4 separate regions of the Mus musculus genome follow, and regions 2, 3 and 4 are each linked to region 1. Evidence: chromatin contacts called from public promoter capture Hi-C data. All regions are on one chromosome and are shown on one strand. Each heading gives the region's core, a stretch centred on a gene start, on an enhancer-like site or on the middle of the called end of the contact. The rest is flanking DNA. Distances are from core to core; before and after follow the strand shown.

Region 1 (5,350 bases), core at 2,607-5,106:
GAGACAAGAGTGCGGGCTGTCCATTACATCTTCCACGTTCCTCCACCCTTCTGGACCTTACTCCTTACAATCGAAAAACCAAGTAAAGAAAAAGCGCCTACCTCTTTCAATGTCAGCTAAAGGCAGTCGAGATGGTGTAGGTCGGCACCCAGCAGGCTGTGAGCGCTCAGTGTGAAAATGCAAAGTCCTATGAGGGTGTGTGTGTGTGGGGGGGGGGGTTAAATCATCAGACTCCAGCAACCTGTCCCTACCCTCATCCACTCCACCCAGCCCCAGCCACTGCCCCCTTAAGCTTTATCCCCCCCACTGCTTGGCAGGTGGGTCCCCAGATTTCTGCACACTTTGCTCTCTCTCCTCACTTCCCCTCTCTGCCGAAATGTCACCTACTCAGGCACGCCACCACTGAGTCTCCTTTAGAAATGGCCGCCCACCCCACCCACACTCTTCAGCCTCTCACCCCACCCTCTCGCCAGCACTTCCACCATGCAGCTGACTGCTTTTTTGCTGCTTTCGCATAACACTGCTCCTGAGGGAGCAGGACTGTTTTTTTTTTTCTTCTCTCCTAGTTTATTCTTAGCTAGATCCCCAATGATTCTCAACATCAGGCTGCCTTGCTCCCCAGGGGATATCAGGCAAATGTCTGAGGACAGCCAGGTGTGTAGATGGATGAGTGCTGTTGGTATCTAGTTGGTGGAGACTGGGGACATCCTGCAATACGCAGGTCAGCCTACTTGTCACCAAACACAAGAATACCCACCCCCCAAAGCCAAGCATACCAGAGCCCCCCCTGTCACTTAGCTCAGTGGTTGGCACAAGCCCCCTGGTGCTCATTATGGAAACAAAGATATGCTGCCACCATCAACATTATATATAAGTCAGCATTATATATAAGGGTGTTTGTCCCTTGGGCTGGGGATGTAGCTCAGCTTGGGTGATGATATGTTTGCCTACCTTGTATAAGGCCCTGAGCTTGATCCCCAGCCCTGCGGAAAGCAGGCATGGTGGTCCATGCTTACAATCCCAGTGCTTGAGAGGCGAAGGCAGGATAAGGGGTTTGAAACCATCCTCAGCTACATGGATAGTTTGAGGCTAGCCTGAGGTACATGAGAGCTGGGGCTTTATCAGAAAAACAAAACTAACCGAATAAAACAAACAAACAAAAAGATGTCTATTGGGAATGCAAGACCATAAAGACACATTAGTGGCCCACTGTGTCTCCTTTCTGGTTGAGACCCGGCCCTCTGGACCACTAGGGTGGGCTGCAAACACTCTTCTTTGGACTATCATAAACCAGGACTGGTCAGCAGTGGCAGTGGTACCCACAGATCTAAGAGATGCTCATCCACCCTTTCCCCAATGAGGCTGGCCCACGGGCTCTCTCAGCAGGGACTTCCCACAGTTCTCTAGCATGCCCCACTCTGAGATACACAGGACCTCACAAGCCATTCATGCTAACTCCAGTGGAATCCCTTGTTCCTCCAGCCTCCATCATCTCGGGCGCCATGTCAGGTGTGCGTGAACGACTGTTTCTGCTTCTCTCCGGAGAGGTGACACGAGGGCCAGGGTGTGTGTGTGTGTGTGTGTGTGGCACTGGTGACCTTGTTCTGCTGCCCTAACAATGTAAACAGCCAGAGCCACAGCCTAGGTTCCAAACACAGAATGCTGCATGGCTGCCTGTGGGGCTGGAGCTGTGTGCCGAGAGAAGAGATGCTGAGTGGCTGGGTGAGGCAGCTTTGGGGCTTCGCCTCTCACAGGGCCCTGCAGCTCACTCCCAGTCAGCTGTCTAGCACAGGCTTCCTTAGTAGGCACCCGCTTCCTGTTCCCACAGAGAATCACAACCGAGGTGCAGCTCTTCCCTGCCCGTCACCTGCCATCTGCCTTCGCAGCCTGCCTTCCTCCCAGGGTACTGGGTCCCTGGGGACCACACCTTTGGAAAGTCCTATCTTTTCTCTTCTGCACCAAATGTTCCCCCTTTCTGGTCTTCTGTCCATACCCTCTTTTCTTAAAGGTCCCGAATGTCTCTAAAGAAGCCATCACTGTGAAGGTTTAGTAGCTGACACAGGTTGCAAGGCAGGGGACCAAAGGAATAAATCTCTCATGGCAGAATATTAGAACTCAGACAGCTATACTCCAGGAGAAGTGGATATTTGGTGAAGAGAGGATTTACCAGTGCCTGTAAAGTCACCTGCAGTTGTCCCCAGTTCTGTCACCATGTAAGACCAGCACCAAACTCAGGATGGGATGACAGACAGACACACAGTGAAGGACTAGCTGGCAATGACCCAGGAGTCTGCAAAAAAAATGGACCAGAAGCCTGGGGAAGCAATGATAGCTCCCCCTAGAGTCATGGCTCCATAGTTACAGCTCCTTCATCCTCGGGGAATCTAAACTCCACCAGAGCTCTGGAAAGCTCTTCACACTGCACATTGTCCCTCTCGGAGAACTAATTTGGCTTTCCTCACTATGTGGCCACCATCCCCAAGTCTAGTGTCTGAGGAAGCCGAGACAGCCCTGGACATTTCTGCGAATGGATACTGTCATGTGTGACCTTACTCTGTTCTCACAACTGACAGCCCAGCTTTACAGAGCCTCCAAGGGGCTCTGTGAATTAGCCAATGCTACACTGTTAGAGGGTGAGCGAATGGGGTTAGAGTCCATGCTTTCTATCACAGACTAAGGCCAGCCTCTTCCAGCTGTATGTGAACAGTTCAGCTACCATGCCCCCAAGCCCTCTCCCAGGTCACAAAACCCTGATGCCTCCAACCTGAGAACGGTTGGAATTTCTGCCACCTGTGTGGCAAGACCAAGTAGAAAGCTATCCATTTCTCAGCATCCTGAGAGCCAGCCTTGAGATGAGACTTGCTCAGCAACCACGGGAGGTACCTGGTATGGTTTTTAAATCCCTGTTCAGCCCCAAGATTTCATTTCACTTTAAAACTGCTCATATGTTGCAGCTCCATCAATTACCATGATAGGATTCCAGTAAAGAGATCCAGTCATTAAATGGGGGCACTTTCGAGTGGCTAGGGGAAAATATAGGGTACTCCTGGGGGGAGGGTTGGTATCTCACACAAAGCATAAAGGGAATCCCCATGCCTTGTGGTGTCCCACCACGGACCTTTATCAGCTCTGGGGCTTTTAGCCAAGCCCCTTTCTCCCATTAGCCCTCCCAGGCATCCCCTCCTGTCGCCTAGGGCAGACAGGAGGAAAGCAAGATAGGCAGAGCGGATGTCCTAAGATGGGCAGGTAACTTGCAGATGGGTGAGACCACTGGGAAGTGAGTCCAATCACAGATCCTGACAGCCTAGGAGAGTTAGGCCCTCAGAGACCCCACAGCCCAGCTCAACAGGTGGCAGAGGCCTTTACTATCCCGCATCCGGGTCATTTCTTCCAGTTTTACTCAAGTCTGTGGTGGGAAAGTGTGGCTTTGGCTTTGGAGTGGGCAAATTGCTCGAAAGCATCGGCAAAGAGGGGGCGTCATGATCCCCAACCCCTGCACACACACACACACACACAGAGAGAGAGAGAGAGAGAGAGAGAGAGAGAGAGAGAGAGAGAGCGCCTGCACGCCCCACCCTGCCCCTGGCTACTCAGTTAAGGAGGCCAGCTCAACGCAGTAGCATTGACTCCACTAGAGATAATCGCTTCCTGGACCCCCGATAAGGCGTGTGTATATCCCTCCTGCTCATCTTTGCTCTTACCTCACGGTCACGACCCCAGACTCGCCTGGAAGGTCCCTTGTGGGCTGCGCGCGGTGAAAGGTGCCGCGCTGCTTGCCGGACGCCCGCCCCGTCCGGTCCGCCGGAGCTGCTCTGCGCCAGCTACCGTGCGGGTGGCCGCCGCTGGAACACTGGACTAGAAGAAGGCGGGGTCTGGGGCGGGGTCTGGGCGGGGCCTGACTTCCCAATGCAGTCAGTTGCGGGTGGGCTTTGGGACAGAAGGATGCTGCCTTCCACCCAGAGGAGAACCCTTGGGGTGGGGAAGCGTCCTCGTGGAGGCTGTAGGTGAAGACTTTGGGGGTTGTCGTAGGAGAAGGGAGGCTTTCCAAACGAGAGCACCTGCCTTGAGTCAGACTTATCGTCCTGTGGCGGCCGCTGCAGTCGGTGGTGGAGAGATTATTCCAGCCCCAGCCAGTTGTTTATTGAGTTCTGAGGGCCAGACACTAGTCAAAACACTTTTCAGGTCTCTGGTCATTTGACCTTCACAACCTTCCCATTTCATGGATGCCAAGGGGAAAGCTCAGACCCAAGGGTGTTCCTGAAGACACACCACAGAACCACATCTGTAGCTCATAGCTGCCTGGCTCTGGCATTAAGCATTTCTTCCTTCTCTAAATTGTTACCTGGCTTCCGTGGCACCGTCAAACTTAATTTCACAGGTTTATGAAGCCCCAGACAATTTGCAGCTGGAGCCATGGTATGGTGAAGGGCGGCTATCCAGCCAGACTGGCTGGGAAGACATATGGCTCACTCTTTCTGGCTGGAACATCAGTCCACCTTCATGTCTCTGAAATGGCAGCTGGTAACTTTGTCCACACATGTGTAAACTTTGCACACAGTAGCATTTGCTGCAAGCTGGAAGCATGCCCTGCAGGGATGTAGGCTTGGGCAGTCTGGCCGCGGGCGTCCTCCAGCAACTTGACTCTTCTGTCAAGTTCCTTCAGGCAATGAAGATGGTTCGTGTGAATGTGTGCTCATGTGTGTGTGAGTTCATGTGTGGTGTGTGTGTGTGTGACACACATGCCCAGTGTGCACACATGTGCGTGCATGCATGCAGTTGGGATCTTGGTACTGGAACTCTGATTAGACTCGGCTGGTCAGCAAGTCCCAGGGATTTTTCCTGTTCCTGCTCCCAGTGTCTGGACTGCAAATATTTGCTAGCATTTTACCAACTCAGCTGTTTCCTCTGCCCAGTGGTCAGTGTCAGACACGGAGATATCAGCAGTGAACACATTTACCCCCAGACTATAAGACATCACTTGTACGAAAGCCCTTTATGGCTAAGGTTGCTTGATCCAGACCGTGGGTGGATACTGCTGTATAGAAACTGCACCACATACTATTGGTTCTCCCTGTGGTATAAGGATGCATTTCTCTTCCTCCTCTGGGCCCAGGAGTCATCAGTGTGGCAATGATGAGTTGATTGACATTCTCCTTGATATTATGAGCTTAGGCAGAAGGCTTGGCACAGAGCAGGTGCGAGGGAGGTGTTTGTTGAATGAATGTCTAAAAGTTGGATAAATTTTTCAAGAGACTAAAGCTGCCAAGGAGATAGCTGCTAAACAAACTACACTACAGGTGTGGTGGATCCGTGCCACAAAATGACAAAGAAGATCTGAGTTTGAGGCCCA
Region 2 (5,802 bases), core at 2,157-4,656, 1.6 Mb after region 1:
TTTTGGTTACACATCTAGACTTTGTCTAAGAGAGAGAGAGAGAGAGAGAGAGAGAGAGAGAGAGAGAGAGAGAGAGAGAGAGAGAGAGAGAGAGAGAAAGAGAGAGAGAGAAAGCAAGCAAAGCTAAAGTCCAGCCTGGACTACAGTCCTGTCTACCTTCTCCTCCACCTCAAAAAACAAAACACCAAAAACAAAATACAAAAACAATCAAAGGAAATAAACACTAACAAGCAACAGAAACAAAACTAGTCCTCTTCAAAGTTTACTAAACAAAATAAGAGACTTGGGGGTGCCCCCAAAACAACACACAGCTCATGCCTTTTAAAACGAGGAAGTGTCTGGCTGCAGAATAAGCAGTTTGCTTAGCTCTTCCTCCTGCCATTTAACCAACAGGCCACTGGGCTCTACGAACCGTCACACTGTGCACACTGTGCACAAAGCAACCGAGGCCCAACCTTTCAACTTGACGACTCAAAGGCCTCCACAAATTACAGACTGCGAAAACTACCAGTCCGTTTGGTTTTGTATCTGATGGGAAACACCTTGTGGGGCTTTAAATGGCAGAGCTGGTTAAACAACCTGATTGGTCTCCGGCCACGGCTTCTCTTCTTGATGTTCAGTGTTCCCAACACGTAGATTCTGAATCTAACTAGGTTCTGAGTCCAAAGCTTGTCCCCTAAGAAGAGGCAATCCCAAGGGATGGCCTTTGACCCCGACTGACTCTGAGTTACCACCTACAGATTAGCCCAGTGTGGGTTTATCTTCTGGAAACCCTTTGGGCAGTGGTTCCGGACTAGCAGAAATCTCCTGATGGCTAAATTGCATCTGTGAAGGCGATTTCTAGGTTTTTCCCCATTAGATAGTTCTGTTATTCTGAGTAAGCGCCTGCTGGCTTTTCACCCAAGACCCCCCAATGTCCTTCTGATGGAAAAAAAAAAGGCTGGACAGTTTAGTGTATTTCCTAGTAGCTTTTGGTTACCCTTATGTCTCTGTCAAAAAAGAAAAAGGAGAGAATATAAAACAAAACAAACTGGAGTGAAGTTCTTTGCTTATAGACCTATAGACAGCTACACTCAGGAAGCCAAGACAGGAAGTGGGCTATGTGTTGAAGCAGGCTTCTTTACGCAGTAAGTCTCAAGCCAGTTTGGGCTACAGGATAATAAGCCTGTTTCCCTGAGAGGGTGAAGGAAGCAGGCCTTAAATGGGTGTCCTACAGGACTTGGAGATTTATAATTACCTGGGACATTCACTGTGATTTAATTTGTTGTAAGGATTTGGCAAAAAGACATAAAGATACTGGATTATCATACAGTCTCTGGGGTTAGTCTAGGGTCAGTTCTGGGCGAAGTTCAAAAGACAAGCTTAGAAGGCAATGAGCTGGCGGCTGCTGGTGTCAGCAGAACAGAGGCACTTCGAAGCTCCTTCAAGATGTAGACCGGAGTATACAGCTTCTGACAAGTTGTCTCTAGCCTCAGTTGTCTGGACCAGTCTGCATGTGTGTGTGGGAAGTTCGTTTGAATTCTCTCTATAAAAAACAAAACTTCCCCAACTCTAACCTGCTAAACGGCCTCAGCCACGTTTGAATGAATCACTGGCTACAAGCTATTCACCCGGTTTGCAAGACCATCGAGTTGAAACCCAAGCCCCTAATTTAAGTGTCTTCCTCTGGAGTTCCACTGAGGAAAAGTCCTGTTTCTGGAAACCGCAGAAGGAAAACTCAGGGCCAGTGGTACTCATTAAGACCAGTTTTCCACTTGACTGCATTGTTTATTTACATACTGTCAGTTTCTATCTTTGACGGTGCCGGGTGCCGCTGGTCCCTTAATTACCAGGAAAGGTGTTTCACCACTGTATTCTCCCCAACCCCCGAGCCACCTAACAGTGCTTGGCACACGGGAAGACCTTAGTATAGGAACTGGCACTTTCTTGTAGCTAGACACTCATCAGAATGGTTTGTAAAAAAAACAAAACAAAACAAACAAACAAACAAACAAACAAAAAAAACCAGTCAGATCACCAGAGGCTGAAATCTCAATCCTAAGGTAGAAATCCCCTTCCCGTCAAAAGCAGCCAGCACAGTGCCTAGCTGTACAAACCACCAGCTTCCAGGTTAAGGAGTTGTAATGGGTTCCTCAATTCCTACGATCTTCCCCCCTACCCTGTTGTTCGATGACATTTTTACACGCCATCTAACAAACTTCTATCACTTGTCTGCTGCGGTGCAGGGATTGAGAACAACCCAGAAGGAAATTAACCTATTTCCTCTTTAAAATCATTCTCCCCCCACGCCTGGAGCCGTTCAGCTGCACGACACTTTGCTGCCGCTGGTAGCCCGGCGGACCTTGGAAGTTGTGCGGGACCGACCAGCAGGCAGCAAGCGGGTGACAGTGCAGCCCGGCAAGGTGTGGGACCCACGCTCCGAAGGGAAATCTGTCTCTCTCCGGGACCGCCCTGGGGAGGGGGGTAACAGGGATGGAGACCCGAAGTTCCACTTTTCCCTCGTGCTGCCTCAGTGGCCGCCTTGGGTGCGCGCGCGAGCCCGGGGAAGGAAGGTACCTCTCTGACATTTCGCTCTGCTGACGCGCCGGCAACTTCATGAGGAAAATCCAGAGAGGGTCTGAGACGGTCGCCGGACTCGCCTCACAGCCTGGCTCCTTTCACCCCGGGTTGGGGACGATCAAAGGCCAGGGCACCCTTTAAGGTATTTCCTGGAACCCATCTATACTTAGGGTCATGGACATTCAACTCTCAGTTGCCCACAACTGCCCGAGCGCGTCATCCCAGTGGCTCCGAACACTCCCAACTGTCAGAATATTTTTCGGATTAACCTCTTTAAAATGTTAAAAGCTTTCCTCCTCCCCGCCCTTAAAAAAAAAAAAAAGGCCCCAACACATATTAAAAAACAAACAAACAAACACCCATACCCCACAATCAAACTTTTAAGCGTGTAAAATAATAAAACCAACTCACCAAGTTAGAAGGGAAGAGAATAAACCCCAAAAGGCACCCAATAAGGCGGAGGCTGGGCCTCCGGAGCCTTCTTATAAACCGCTCCGTAACATGAGAAAAAGGTTTAACCCCTTAGGGCGTGGGCCAGAGTCTCTATCAAGTTGGCTCCGGGCGGGGAGCCTGGAGTACCCTGGCCCCCAACCCACGCCAGCCTCGGCCACCCGAGCCACACCCTCCCCCCGCCCCCCAACCCTGTCGCCTCCTCCCGGGCCGTGCGTGCCGCCGCCCGCGCCCCGGCCCCGCTTCTCTCTGCCTATCTCTTATCCTATACCGGCTGCAGCCGGTCTCCGCCGGCCTCGGGGGCGCGCCGCCGACCATGTGCTGGGAGCGCCGAGCGCCTGCAAGGAGGGGGCCGGCCTGGTGCGCGCGCGCGGGCCCACGTGGATCGGGGCCGCGCAAGGCACGCGCCCCGCCTGCCGGCTGCCGGGGCTGGGGGTCACGGAAGGTAACCGCGCTGTCATCGCGGGTCGCCCATCCCCGCCGACGCCTCTGGGGTCCTTGGCCCGACGCCCTCATCCCCTCATCCGCGCGTGCCCGTGTGATCCCGGCCCGATCGGACCCCGGCACTTAGCTGCAGTGCGAGCGGGAGCGCGATCGAGCCCGGGGCGACCGAGTGCGCCCCTGCACCCCCTCTCCGAGCGCAGCTCCCGGGTCCGCCCGCGCCCTGAGGATTTGGGGAGCCAGTGAGGAGGCTGGGGAGGGGGGGTTGGGAGGGCAGGGGAGGCGCGCGTTTGGGCTGGTCCCGCGCGTCCCTGGTCCCGGACTGAACAGGTTCCTTCCAGTTTGGGTGTGAGCGGAGCACGCGCGGGATCCCGAGTTCCTCCTCTAGAGACCACTTCCCCCCCAAATTTCGTCAACTCGCGCGCCCCGCCAGTTCCCCTTCCGGGCATGCGGGGGGAAGTGCCGCAATGGGCCCTAAGGAGCCCGCGGCTGGGTTGCTGCCGGTGCACTGTCGTGTTCCCCCGCCTCCCCTCCCCGTGCTGCCTTGTTTGCAGCCGCAGCAGCCACCAGCCGCCAGCATCCGCGCTGCGCGAAAGAGATGGGAGAAGCCTGGCTGAGTCAGCATCTCCGCTTCTCCGTGCGCGCGCACCCGCCTAGGCGGGAGGCGGCGTGAGCACAGGTGCACGGCAGCCTTAACCCCCCCCCCCCCCAGGAGGCTTCTGGGGGGATCGAGACCCCCAAACCTCCAAGCCCCCTGATCCCAAAGGTCACTATGAACTAAATGGATGCTTCCGGAGAAGCCCGAGTTATTCCTGAGGACAGCGCGTGTCTGAGGATTAGGGACTGTTCAGAGCCAGAGGGGGCGCAAAGTTGGTTTCCTGGACTCCATCTCACACCTCTGGAGAAAAACTGGGTACTGCCTCACAGCAAAAGCCCTGTTCCTCTGCATTCCCCCCCCTTCCCCCCTCAGACTTAGGCAACCCACGTCGGTTGATTGTGGCTCAGAGATTGTCTTTCTGATGTTAGAAACTGCAGAGAACCTACTTTGGGAGTGTGCCTGAAGGGTCGCCACCCACCGGGAGGAGCACCGGTTCAAAATTTTAATAAAAACCTTTCCTTGCTCTGTCATTTCCCCCAGGATTTGGGAATGCAGTCACCCAGTGCTGTCAATAGGCTCTGGTGTGGCTAAGTGAGGAGGCAGGTGTATTGGTGCAGAGTGTGTTACTCTGGTCACTGTAGTCCAGCCAGGCTACCACTGAATAATAACTGGCAAATTTGTGGGAATAATTAAACCTTTACCCCATCCCAGACAGGTGTAGTCCACGCTGGCTTCAAACTTATATTTGACCCCCCCCCCCCCAAATCCTGGTTTGTTTGTTTTTAAAAAACACGATCTCACTAGCCAAGCCAAGACTAACCTAAAACTGAAGATCCTCCTGTCTCGGCCTCCAAAGTGATGGGATCGCAGGGTTCTTTTTTCTTTTTCTTTTGGTTTTTTCAAGACAGCTTTGAAACCAGGCTGGCCTCTGCCTCCCGAGTGCTGGGATTAAAGGCGTGCACCACCACCGCCTGTCGCAGGCTTCTTTTTCTTAACCAAGGTCTGTCTGTAACTGGTCTGCACCGCCTAGCTTCAACCCGTCCACCAGCCTCATCCTGCACTGTAGCTGTGACTACAGGCACAATACGCTCTGCCTGGCTGGAAATGGCACGATTTTAAGACACGTTTTAAAGATGGAGCTCAGCTGATCTTGGGCTTGCAATCTTTCTGACTGTGCCTCCCAAGCACTGAAAACGCTGGCATGTGCCGTGATGCCTACCTCTTGAGTTTTCTCAACCTCTGAGTTTAAAACTTAGATAGTGCCCAAAGTCCTAGACATCAATGAATGAATGACTGGATAAAACCAGGCTGTGGAGGGCAGTAACAGCAGCCAGGTAGAATTAATTATTAATAATGTATTACTTCACGGGGACAGTGGTGGTGCACGCCTTTGATCCCAGCACTTGGAGGCAGAGGCAGGCGGATTTCTGAGTTCAAGGACAGCCTGGTCTACAAAGTGAGTTCCAGGACAGCAAGGGCTACACAGAGAAAGACTGTCTTGAAAAAAAAAAAAGTGTATTATTGCTATTTTATTATAACTCATTGTTTTACATCTGTGTTGGTTCCGATACTGAATTAAGTAGCACCCATGTGATTTGATGTGTTGGTTTTGTTTTGTTTTTCCAGATAGGGTTTCTCTGTGTTCCAGGATAGCCACCAGGCAGCTCTCAAATTCAGACCTGCCAAAGGCATGGACCACTATGCCTGACTTATTTGGGTTTTTGAGATAAAATCTGATGAGGATGACCTTAAAT
Region 3 (5,509 bases), core at 1,331-3,830, 1.6 Mb after region 1:
CCAGGACTGAGGCAGAGTTTTATAATTCAACAGATAATTTATACATGTCTCCCCTATGCTAGTAACATTGGAAATTGGGCCTAACAGACTCTCTGGTCCTAGTTTAGAAGTTCCTCAAGTATGTTATTGGCCTCCCTAAGACTTTTGACTATCCCGCTTTGCTTAGCACCATGGTTGTGTGCATTTTTTCTTTCTTCTCCTACTGGAGCGTAAGTTCCTTGAGGGATACACCTGCCCACTGCATTCTGAATACTCACGATACTTGTTAGCAGGGTATATGAGTTCCTTGTTGCTGCTATAACAAATGACCATCAACGTGGTGGCTAAAACCAACAGTAACCATAGCAACAAGCTTTCCACAGATCTGGATGATGCTAGATGTCTAAAGCCAGTCCTAAAGGGCTAGAATCAAAGGGTGAACAGGGCTCGTTCTTTCTGGACTCCCCAGAAATAATTGTTTCTTGTTTCTCTTAGCTTCTAATAGCTGCTGCCTTTCCTTGATTTATGGCCGCACCATTCTGATCTCTACTTCTCTTGATCCCTTGCATGGTCAAATACCCTTGCCGCTCCCCCTCTTTAGACATTGTCTCATAGTCCGGGCTCTGCCACTCCTGATCTCCCAAGTGTTGGAATGTGCCACCACACCCAGGCTTCTTTTAAGGACATTAGTGATTAATAGTGAACCAGGAGCCAGATGGGGTGACACTTTCCAGCCCTCAGGAGGCAGAGATCATGGCCAGCTGAAGGGGGGTGGGGGTGGGGGAACAGGTCAACCAGGAAGTCTGAAGATGGATCTCATCTCAAGATCTTTAACACAATTAGACCTGGAAACTGCCTTTGCCATGGAAGGTAAAGCCCCCCCGATTCCAGGGACGAGACTTCAGGTGTGTTTGAGGGTTGTTGTCTGATCTCCCACACAGGACTCCAAATACACACATCCACAGGGCCCACAGTGCAGGGATGAAGAGATAGTTGAGTGGTTGAAAGCGTTGGCTGCCCTTGCAGAGGGTCCAGGTTTGGTTCCCAGAACCCAGCTCACACTCATCTGTAACTCTAGTTCTGATGATCCGATTCGTCTGCGCTCGAAGGGCACTGCACACATGTGGCACACAGACATACACACAGGCAGGATACCCATACCCATAACATAGAATTGAAAGAAAACACTTAAAAAAAGTGGAAAGCAGGCCCCATCTGTAGTAAGCAGTTGTTACCTAGCTGCCACCATTGATGATGGGTGAGCCAGGAATGCAAGCCTGAGCTATCAGATCTTTCCAGTTTGGGGGAGAGACAGGAAACAGTCTTAAAATGTTAGAAACTACTAATTAAAAAAAAATCAAGAGAGGGCTGGAGAGATGGCTTAGTGGTTACAAGTACTGGCAGCTCCTCCAGAGGACCAGGGTTCGATCCCAGCACCTACAACTGTAACTCCAGAGGATCTGACACCCTCATACAGATATACGTGAAGGCAGAGCACCAATTCACATTAAATAAAAGTTAAAAAAAATCATTAAAATAATAATGATAATAACAGGACTCCAGGTGGCTCAGTGGATAAAGGCACTGGCTGCTAAGCCCCACAGCATGAGTTGAATCCCCCGGGTTGTGTGAGTGGAAGGAAAGAACCAACTCCTAAAAGTTGTTCTTTGACCTCCACACGCCATGGCACCTCTGCATAAACTAAATTAATGTCCAAGAAAGCAAACAGCACAGGCGACAACAGAATCCACCCCACCGTGTGTTGTACGTCCTGGTCCTGGTCTGGCCTGGCTAATGGTGGCTAAACGTGTGATTGCTTCCATCTCCCAAGGTCTCAGACACCTCAAGGACAGTGGAACACTTCTCTTCGGTTCATAGCCGTAACTTAAGTAAGGGATGCTGAGTTAAAATGGCATTCTCTCGGGATAGCTGAACAGATCAGCTGGCTGTGCAGGGGGTCCTACAGCCCTTGCTCGGCCATGTTGGACTTTTCTAGAGACACCATGAAGGAGGGCAGATGTGTCAGGTGAGGTAGACTTATTTGTGTGTGCGCTTCAGAATATGCCCCCACTACTTCAAATCTCAGAGCAACATCCCAGGATCTTAGCGGTGGCATCTGAACGACCCCCCAGATATCTGACGAACACTGCCAGTAGTTTTTCTCAGACTGCTGATAGAGACAGAGCCAAGCTTTTCTGATCTGGAAGGTTGAGCATCTCCCAGCTCCCTACAGCTTAGGGATGGTTCTAGTTTCCTTTGCCCTGCAATGAGCAGATGCTTCATAGTTGGCGAGGGCAGTTTCCTGTTGTTTTAGAGTCTCAGCCTTCTAAGCAGGAGGAGTGACAGCTGGCTGGGGCTGGGGACTGTGTAATGCTTGCTCTGCAGGGGTGTTGGAGCCTAGACATCCATCAGTTGGATTGCATTGAAAGGCAAACCAACTGATATTCTCTTAGTATCAAAGGAAAAAAAAAGTGAAGAATTGGCTGTTTCCCTAACTAAAGTAATGAGTCATTGGCTTTTAAACTTTACAGAAGGCAGTCATAGGGCATGCAGGCTTCTTTAAGATTTGACCTGCCAATTCATCCATGACTTTCTTCACTGTAGCAAGCAGAAAAGTCCCCTGGACCTGCCCACATCCGTGCTGGCTAGTTTTATGTCAACTTGACACCAGCTAAAGCCATCCCAGAAGAGGAAACCTCAATAAAGAAAATTCCTCCATAAGATTTGGCTGAAGGCAAGCCTTGCCGGGTATTTTCTTAATTAGTGGTTGATAGGGGAGGGCACAGCCCATTGTGGGTGGGGCCATCCCTTGCCTGGTGGTCCTGGGTTCTATAAGAAAGCAGGCTGAGCAAGCCAGTAAGCAGCATTGCCCATGGCCGCTGCATCAGCTCTTGCCTCCAGGTTCCTGCCCTGCTTGAAGTCCTGTCCTGACTTCCTCCAGTGATGAACAGTGATGTGGAAGTGTAAGCCAAATAAATCCTTTCCTCCCCAACTTGCTTTTGGTCCTGGTGTTTCATCACAACAACAGTTATTGTAACTAAGACAATGATATGCCTTCCACTTGGACCTGCTTGTCAAATCTACCAGAACATGTGCATTTTTTAGGCATCAGACAAAGCTCTAAACAGGGGAGCAGGCAGAGAGTGACATGGGTTCTCTGGAAGCATGAAGCCAACCAGTCCTATGTTGCTTACTGGGAACAGAGAACATAGAGAACCTGGCAAGTAAGGGTGGGTCAGTTAGGCAGAAGAGTAGATGTTGACTTGATGAGTTCAAAACCAGAGTCTTCTGGAAAATCTGGTATGCGGTCAATACCCAGGATGTTATACCTGTATTTCTATGTCTCTTATACTTCGAAAGTTGACACCCAAGCCCTTAGTCACACAAGACATATTTAACTTTATGATACAAGCTGTCATTTACAAAGTGCACAATCAAGGTATGAAAGACAGCAAGAGGGGATATGGTAGCACACGCCTCTGACCTCAGCGTTCCATTCATGGGTCGAATGCAGGAGGAGCTTGAATTCAAGGTAGCTGGGACTTCATAGTAGACACACAGACACGCACACGCACACGTGCACACAAACCTTATGTTTTAAGTAAGTTTATGTTCGGTGGCATTCATAGTCATCATGTGTGTATGTGGCCTAAGAGGGCACGGGTTGAACACACCTTCTCCAAGTGGGATATTATTAGGACGTGGGAACCTTTGGAAGGTGTTTAGGTCGAGGTAGGGTCAGGAGGATGGAGCCCCCGTGATTGGATTAGTGTTCTTATCAGGTAAGGATAAGACTAGTTTCTCTCTCTGTTGAGGGTAAAAGGAGGTAGTGTCTGAGGAAGGAGACACTCCTAGGTGCTAGGACTGGGAGAATAAACATTTGCTTCGATTCACCCAGGCTGTGGTATTTTTGTTGAAGCAGTCTGAGCTAAGATACACGCTCATTCAGACCAGGGTCCTGATGGCCTGTAGACAAAAAAACGGACCTTCAAGAGCTGGAGCCTAGGTTTTTATTTTTTATATTATTTTTTTCTCTTTTCCTTGATTTGCTGATGTAGAATGTGGTGCTCTGAGCAAATTAGCCATTACCTTCATTGGGTGAAAATGGGTCTTGAAAGGGAATCTAGAACCCTGGTGCATTGGTGCTGGGGTGGAAAGGAAGATGGAGAGGGAACATCACCATGGTAAGGGTGCTCAGGGAGAGGAGTATCCCACTGAGCCACGCCTCCAACCCCGCCTCAAGAAATGTTTACAACAGCCCCGTAGGCATGTACACAAAATAGGTATACAGACCAAACGTGTACCGATAATAAATCATAAAAAAAGATAATTTTCAAACCACCCTGTGGCGTGCATGCAACTTAAAGCATCCGTTAAAGATGAGATGCGCTTCTTTGCTTTTATATGAAGAAGTAACTCCTCCGCAGCGTATGCAGTACAAAGCGGCAGAAGTACGTTCAGTTAGCATTTTAGAAATGATCGGGAAGTCTGTCCTGATGTTGAGCCAAACTCATCGAGCGATTTTAAGAAGTGAAAGGGAACTCAAATCAGCCACTCAAAAAACTTGCATGAAAATTAATTCTTATTGTGTCTATTTGCCTGCATGTATTTTGCCATGCACACGCAGTGCCTGTGGAGACGAGAAGAGGCTGACAGGATCTGGTGGTGGTGGTAGTGTTGGAAGTTAAACTTCAGGCCTTACTGTCCATCAGGCAAGAATTCTACCTCTAAGTCATACCCCCAGGCCATTTCTTTCCTTTTTGTTTTGAGACAGGGCTTCACTAAGTTTTCTAGGCTGGTCTTCATCTCACTATGTAGCTCAGTCAGGCTTTGAACTTGTGACCTTTCTACACCAGTTTCCCAAGTAGCTAAGATTATGGGCCTGCCCCCATGAGACCAGAGAGACTTGGCCTGGCCATGCTAGCTCCCTCAAGCCTTTCATTCTGAATTTGCCAGAGGAATCAGGTTTAGTGTAGAACAGAGCCTTGATCTAAATGTCTTTCCCCTTTGGTCACATGTTGCGTGTAGCTTTTGCTACCCTGTCTAAGCTCCAGGAACAGGCCACATTACCAGCCCCTGCCCAGAGAATATTGGATCACTGGATGAAAAACACAGATACACACAGTTGTCCAATTTCAACTTGCCTTATTGGCTCAACTGCTAAGTACCTCCAATCTACCTTGGCTAGCATGCCCTTCCCAGAACTCCCAGCTCAGCCCCCTAAATCTGTACTCAATTTCAGTTGCTCAGTCCCAGCTCAGCATTCCCGCCCCCCACCCCCACCCCCCATAGAAGCGGCCTGTGGTCACTCCCACCGAGATCTCACATGGCCAGTTGGCTTTTTTCTCTCTGAAGCAGGGCAAGCTATCCCTTCCCCCTCTCCTGTGTCTCCTGCTTGCCTGTGGGGGATCCAGAAGTTCTGCCTGTTCCTTCTGTTCGGCAATTGAGCCCATGGCATCTTTACTGGTAGACCAAGAACCAACTGGGGAACAGGACCTTAGCATCAGAACCATCCCGACATCCACGCGCA
Region 4 (6,004 bases), core at 2,471-4,970, 1.2 Mb after region 1:
CACAATTGATTGAATATACGCATGCAAACCCCACACATTTGGAGGACCAGCTGCTCCCTATCAGTCTGTCTCTATCTGTCTGTCTGTGCACAGGGGTATATTTTATAACTCATATACTTATATACAGAATGACAACATACTTAGTAATATAAATAATGATAAGGACTTGTAATATATTTGCTCATATAGGTCTGCTTTCTTAGAAGCTGTTTTCCCTATCTATCTATCTATCTATCTATCTATCTATCTATCTATCTATCTCTATCATCTATCTATCTATCATGCTGTCTATATCTATCTATCTATCATCTATCATCTATCTATCATGCTGTCTATATCTATCTATCTATCTATCTATCTATCTATCTATCTCTATCATCTATCTATCTATCATGCTGTCTATATTTATCTATCTATCTATCTATCTATCTATCTATCATCTATCTATCATGCTGTCTCTATCTATCTATCTATCTATCTATCTATCTACCTCTCTCATATATAGTAAGTATATGTGGTGTGTGTGTATGCATGTTTGCACATGTGGGTGTATGTGTGCAGGTAAGAGGGTGAATGTGGAGGTCAGAGGTTGACGTGGAGTGACTTCCTTGTTAACTCCCCCCCCCCACCTTATTCCCCAAGCCAAGGTCTCTGGCTAAACCCAGAACTCACTGAATCTGCTAGTCTTGCTGGCTAGCATGATCCATGGGTCCTTTGTCTCCACCTCCCCAAGTGCTGGGATGACAGGACTTGACTTGAGTACCTTGACTTGACTTGAGTACCGGGGATCTGAACCCTGGTCCTCACACTTGTACAGCAAGCACAGCATCCGCTAAGTCATCTGCCCGTGCCCATCCCAGCTGCCTTCCTGTTTTAATCAACAGTGAATTATTATGACCGTATTTCCTTGCCATGCCGTGAATTTCTTTTGGCACTACCCTTGCCCTGCTTTCTTCTTCCTCCCCTCCTAGCTCCATAGTGCTGGGGATGGAACTCGGGGCCTCATTCAGGCTAACAGGTGCTCTAACACCTGTTAGAACTAGATTCCAAGCCACCAAATGACTGTACAGTAGTGTACCATGTAGTGTACAAGTTTTGTAGGTGGAGTGAGAGCCATGTTGGGCTATCTGCCTTCTTCCTCTGTTGTAGAATGGAATTGGGGTGTGTTGTGTAAGGCATGGGCAGTATCGTCTCTCAATAGAACTGAGCCGCAGTGGCTACCGGTTATGTCCAGGCGTAGTCAGATATAATCATCTGTTGCCTGCTCATTATTGGCTCCATTCATCACGAATTTATGGATGATGCATGGGTGGTATTTTGCTATGTAACCAGTCACCCCAAAGTGAAGCAACTTCAATAACAATAAACAGTATTATCTCTTCTGATTTCTCTGGGCCATGAATTCCAGAGAAGCTTGGCTCAGTGGTCTGGATCAGGGTTCTACATGAGATAGAGCCCATGAAGTCAGGTGGACAGCATGTGACTACGGACTCAATTCAGTTCTCGGGGTCTGCTTCCAGTCACAGGTTGGCAGGATGCCTCCGTTCCTCACCACGTGGCTCTCTCAGGAGGCCCGCTTGAATGTCTTTACAACATGGTGACCGGCCTGCCCGGAGTGGGCAGAGACACAGCCAAGACAAAACAAGGAGTATTTTGATGACCTTGCCTAGAGAGTCACTCTTGCCATTTCTGTAATATCCTACTTAAAGGTGAGTCATCCTTTTTCACATTGGCCCCATCCAATGTGTGCACGAATGTGACTATCAGAATCCAGGGATAGCTGGGTACCACCCTGGAAGCTATCTACCATGATGATAAGCCAGGCTGAGTGCTAAGGACAGAAATGCACCTAAGATGGTGATGGTGATGTGTATAATGGTGTTGACACTCCGTCTGTGGTTGAAGGTCACATTAATGTTATGGCCACAGAATTTGTCCCTAGCCTTCAGGCTAGCCCATGCCTGCTATGAGCATACATCCCTGCATTGCTAACTGGGACTGTCTATAATGGACAAAGTCAATGTTCATTATTATGGTCTACAAGTTAGTTCTCTCTGTCTCTGTCTCTGTCTCTGTCTCTGTCTCTGTCTCTGTCTGTCTGTCTGTCTGTCTCTGTGTGTGTGTGTCTGTCTGTCTGTTTGTCTGTCTCTGTCTGTCTGTCTGTCTGTCTCTCTCTCTCTCTTTCTCTGTGTGTGTGTGTGTGTGTGTGTGTGTGTGTGTGTGTGTGTGTGTGTGCCCACTCTATAGCACAGGCTGACCTTTAACTCATTGTATGAACCTAAGCCAGTCTCAGACTCAGGAAAGTCCTCCTTCAGCCTCCTGGGCACTGCAGGGATTACAGATATATACTATCGTGCCAAGTATGATGCCAGTTCTTAATGGGAAGGCCCTTTGTTTTATAGCAGGACATTTGGCGTGAAGGCCTATGAAAGAGCAAAGAATCAGAAGTCGGTCTGTAGCTGGGATCCTGTGCCTCCCCTGGAGTCTGCTGACTCTTGCTCTGAGGGGCACTTATAATGCTTGCTAGAGCAGACTTAGACCTCCACGACCTCAGGCAACCATGTAGCGCTCCGAGATCCCCTTCTCCCCTCTGTGACACTAGAATGGGCTTTACCTCCAGTCGTTGAAAGAAGATGTTGTATTTCAATGCTTTGTGAAGAGATTCCAGTCTATTCTGAGGGAAGAGCAATGGGTTCCTACATTCTTAGAACGGGGAGTGTTCTCATGACTTGGTGAGAAAAATTATCTTTGTGGAAGTGTGGCCCTCTGAGATACATAAGGTGGAAAAAGATGAGGTGTCTTCCTGAAGTCCTCGGTGAAGAAACCCCAGAAGAAACCCCACTTTTTTTTTTCGAGACAGGGTTTCTCTGTATAGCCTTGGCTGTCCTGGAACTCGTTTTGTAGAACAGGCTAGCCTCAAACACAGACATCTACCTGCCTCTGCCTCCCAAGTGCAGGGATTTAAGGTGTGCACCACCACGCCCGACTTGAAACCCCACTTTTGAAACTATGGTTTGTCATGTTGATGTCTCCTAAGTACCCATTGGCCTCGGGCCCCTCCTCCTAAATTCGTTTGATACGCTGTTCCTTACCAGCCAAAGTTAGAAGTTTGTATGTGGCTATTTAGTTTCAGTGGTTATTTAAAAAAAAATGTCACAGCTAACTCTCACCTGGGCCTTTTCTGCATCCTATTAGCTGTGTCCTCTGTGTCTCTGACGGCCACGCGTCTAACAGTCGGATCCCTTCCATCCTGGTCTTGGCTGAAGTTGACCCACCTCCTGCTGCTCCCAGGGGTGAGGTGGGGACAGTCCTTCCCCCAAATCTGAGACATGCTTACGCAGTATCTGAAGGGTTGACTAAACTCTGGTTCTTGGTATGTTTTTTTCTTCTTCTTTGGTGTTGTCTGAGACATCCATTCGAAACTCCCCAGATGTCAGAGCCCAGGAGTTACACGCCAAGACTTCTGTTCTCTAAGGGAGGAGGAAGCCCTAACATCTTTAGCTACTCACTCTCCTTTTGAGTAGTGCTCAATCCCTTTGCCCTCCTTGCTGCAAATCTCGCAGTCATCCATCTCAGAGCGTTCCCAGAACCAAGGGCAAAGCTCCAGCTGCCACTGGCCCCAGCAGAATGGGATCTGTTCCCCCTGGTGAAGCTGAAAATTCCTTCTCATCTTGGCAACCACATCACACCAGTGTGTGTTTGCTGATCTGTGGGCAGCAAAGACTCTGCAGCATTTCCCCTCTTACCACGTGCTCTGGTAAGTCATGTGTTCTTGTGTGGATCAGTCCCTGTCCCGTCCCCCCCCACACACACACACACCCTGCCCAAGGACGTGATCTAACGTTTGTTTACTCCAGAGGTCCTCTTGCATAACCCAGTCCTAGTCTCTGTCTCTTGAAGTGATTGAGAATCCAGAGTTGGCCATCCAGCTGTGTCTCTGGCTTTGGATCAATAATCAATTTGACCCTCATATTTTCTAGAGTTTAATCTAAGTCATTGATAAACATGTTGAATAGAAGTGGACACATGACACAGCCCCATGCTACTGAAAATCTTTCTGGGGTCAGAGTTCACATATTGATGGTCCAGCTGCCAGATGAGGCCTGCAGATGTGCTATGTTTGGACTGAATAATATTTTATGTTTCTTTTTTATTTTACCTTTGAATTAGTGGCCAACACTGGATTATTTTTTAAAGCTTCTCCTGAACGATTGAAGCTATGTCAACACCAGAACCACAACCCAACAGCTGGAGCAGCTGTATACAGTTATGTAGGTTGTAGACTATGCACTCTACCTGGGACTCGTGCAATGAGCACATCTGGTAGTCGATACACAGGCTCTCTGTTTGGCCTCTGTCCCAACTGTCCCCTGTTATCAGGCACACAGCCCACTCTTACTTATTGACGATATCTGTCTCATTCCTGAAGGTCTCCATTTAGGAGATTCTATATCCTGTTTATCAGCATCCTTTGGGTACAATCTGTCAGCTGGTTATAAATCTAACTAATTGCACCATTTCCCAGGCCGTGTAATCTCTCTGGATTTTATGAGTGCCGTTGCCAGATGCTGTATAAAGCTTGGTTATTAGCGTCCATCCCATGTCCTTGGAGTGCTAGACTCTTAGGACTGAGGGAAACAGAACTGCAATGGCCTTCGCCTGGCTTGGACTTGGGATTCTATGTATTTACTTCTTGAGGAACAAAGGCACTATCTTGTAAACATTGTTTCTAGGAACTTGGAATCGAGCCAGGCATTTGTCGTAACCTCGCCAAGCAAGCATGCAGAATGAGACCCTCCATCCTTTGGAACTCTTGGAGGTGGGCTTCACTTCCTTTCTTTTCCAGACCCTTTGGCTGTTCTCTGTAAGGTCTGATTTGGAGTCAGGTTAGCAACTCATCTTAGGATCCTTACCATGTAAGACCTTAAGATCATGGCTGGAATCATCTGCCTACTAAGGCCAGTAAGTATTTCATGTTTGTCTCCAACCGATGCCTTCTTGTCAATATCGTCTGCCCCAGTCAAGCTGAAATACTTCCGTAGTTGTTCTCTTAAGCACGTCCTCCTTCTATCTTCACAAGGACCATTTGGACTGCTAGGACCATGGTCAGAGCTACATGCTCACAGGCCTTCGGTTCTAAAAGGGCTTTTTGAGTGACCCTCTCTGCTTATGAATAGTGCCCAGGACTCCAGCACTGTGCTTCTGAACCCTGGACTTATTGCACAGCCTCTAGGAACCTCTCAAATCTGCAACATGAACTACCACTGCTACTGCCTGTTGGTCAAGACAACACCAGATGCTAAGCAACCCCCAAGAAAAGAAAAGCAAGGTAGTTATCGCTCCTTGACATGAAGTCTTCAAACCTGGCCACCTGGAGGTCCCCACAGCCAGGCTTTGTGTCTTGCTTCTGCAGTGGCAGCAACATAAGAGACTGCAGAATGTCATCTATTCATGGATCCAGGGAGCAGAGAAGGTGATAATGGCCAAATAGCTCAGTCTCAGGGAGTTTCCCTATGGTTTGAAAACCACTTTCATCCACACTAGCTCATGATGTCCTTTCTTTAGTCATCCAGGATACATCGAACACTTAACACATACCCCAAGGTCTGAGGTGAGTGGTCCTCTGTACCTCCTCTTTGCTCTCTGAAGCATCTAGTGACAGTTCTGCTCATGTTAACCCCCTCCAGGGGTCCCCAAGGCTGACCTGATGAGGGCTGGTGCCTGCCACCCATACTGGGACTTGCCCCATCTCTTGGACTATATGGTGTTAACGTCTATGTTACCACGAGTCTTTCCCTACACCTGAACCCTATTGTCAGACACTATGAGAGCCACCAGGGACACCACAGCAAACAAGAGAGAGTTCTTTAAGGACCTGCAGGTGCAACAGATCTTGTTCTTCTCACGGGAAGCTGTTGAGTCTTTTGAACTCACAGAGACAAATGGCTTACCTGAAGTAGTACCTGAAGTGTCCAGCACAGGGAGGCTGGGTGCGAGCCACCGG

Evidence for each region. Promoter capture Hi-C pulls out the DNA fragments that hold promoters and counts their contacts.
Region 2: a promoter capture Hi-C map of hippocampal neurons shows a contact between it and region 1, with 5 times the contacts expected there. The contact joins the promoter of Arsg here to the promoter of Cacng5 in region 1. A contact is called at or near these places in 3 of 39 promoter capture datasets (cranial neural crest, hippocampal neurons and stem cell-derived epiblast-like cells) and 2 of 115 datasets of contacts at active chromatin or transcription factors (embryonic forebrain and embryonic stem cells).
Region 3: a contact with region 1 is called in a promoter capture Hi-C map of hippocampal neurons, with 2.6 times the contacts expected there. The contact joins the enhancer-like site here to the promoter of Cacng5 in region 1. A contact is called at or near these places in 4 of 39 promoter capture datasets (the 3T3-L1 cell line, hippocampal neurons, liver and 1 more).
Region 4: a contact with region 1 is called in a promoter capture Hi-C map of liver, with 6 times the contacts expected there. The contact joins the promoter of E030025P04Rik here to the promoter of Cacng5 in region 1. A contact is called at or near these places in 8 of 39 promoter capture datasets (the 3T3-L1 cell line, embryonic stem cells, hippocampal neurons and 3 more).

What each region holds. Positions count from the first base shown.
Region 1 is chr11:107,911,199-107,916,548 of GRCm38.p6, forward strand. It overlaps Cacng5 (calcium channel, voltage-dependent, gamma subunit 5), which reads right to left and starts at 3,857. Exons shown (of 6, transcript NM_001199301.1): 1 at 3,702-3,857.
Region 2 is chr11:109,469,968-109,475,769 of GRCm38.p6, forward strand. Arsg (arylsulfatase G) reads left to right here and starts at 3,407. Exons shown (of 14, transcript NM_028710.3): 1 at 3,407-3,454. Slc16a6 (solute carrier family 16 (monocarboxylic acid transporters), member 6) reads right to left here and starts at 3,631. Exons shown (of 6, transcript NM_001029842.2): 1 at 3,281-3,631. The coding sequence starts at 3,525.
Region 3 is chr11:109,527,946-109,533,454 of GRCm38.p6, forward strand. All of the region lies in intron 8 of Arsg (arylsulfatase G), which reads left to right. Among named protein-coding and RNA genes, the nearest start is that of Gm22378, 31 kb to the left of the region's middle. Within about 2 kb of position 2,581, at least 5 of the 459 cell types and tissues checked have an H3K27ac peak or open chromatin away from gene starts, as enhancers often do. A contact at or near this core is called in hippocampal neurons, where this site is marked.
Region 4 is chr11:109,140,649-109,146,652 of GRCm38.p6, forward strand. It overlaps E030025P04Rik (RIKEN cDNA E030025P04 gene), which reads right to left and starts at 3,721. Exons shown (of 3, transcript NR_037978.1): 1 at 3,171-3,721.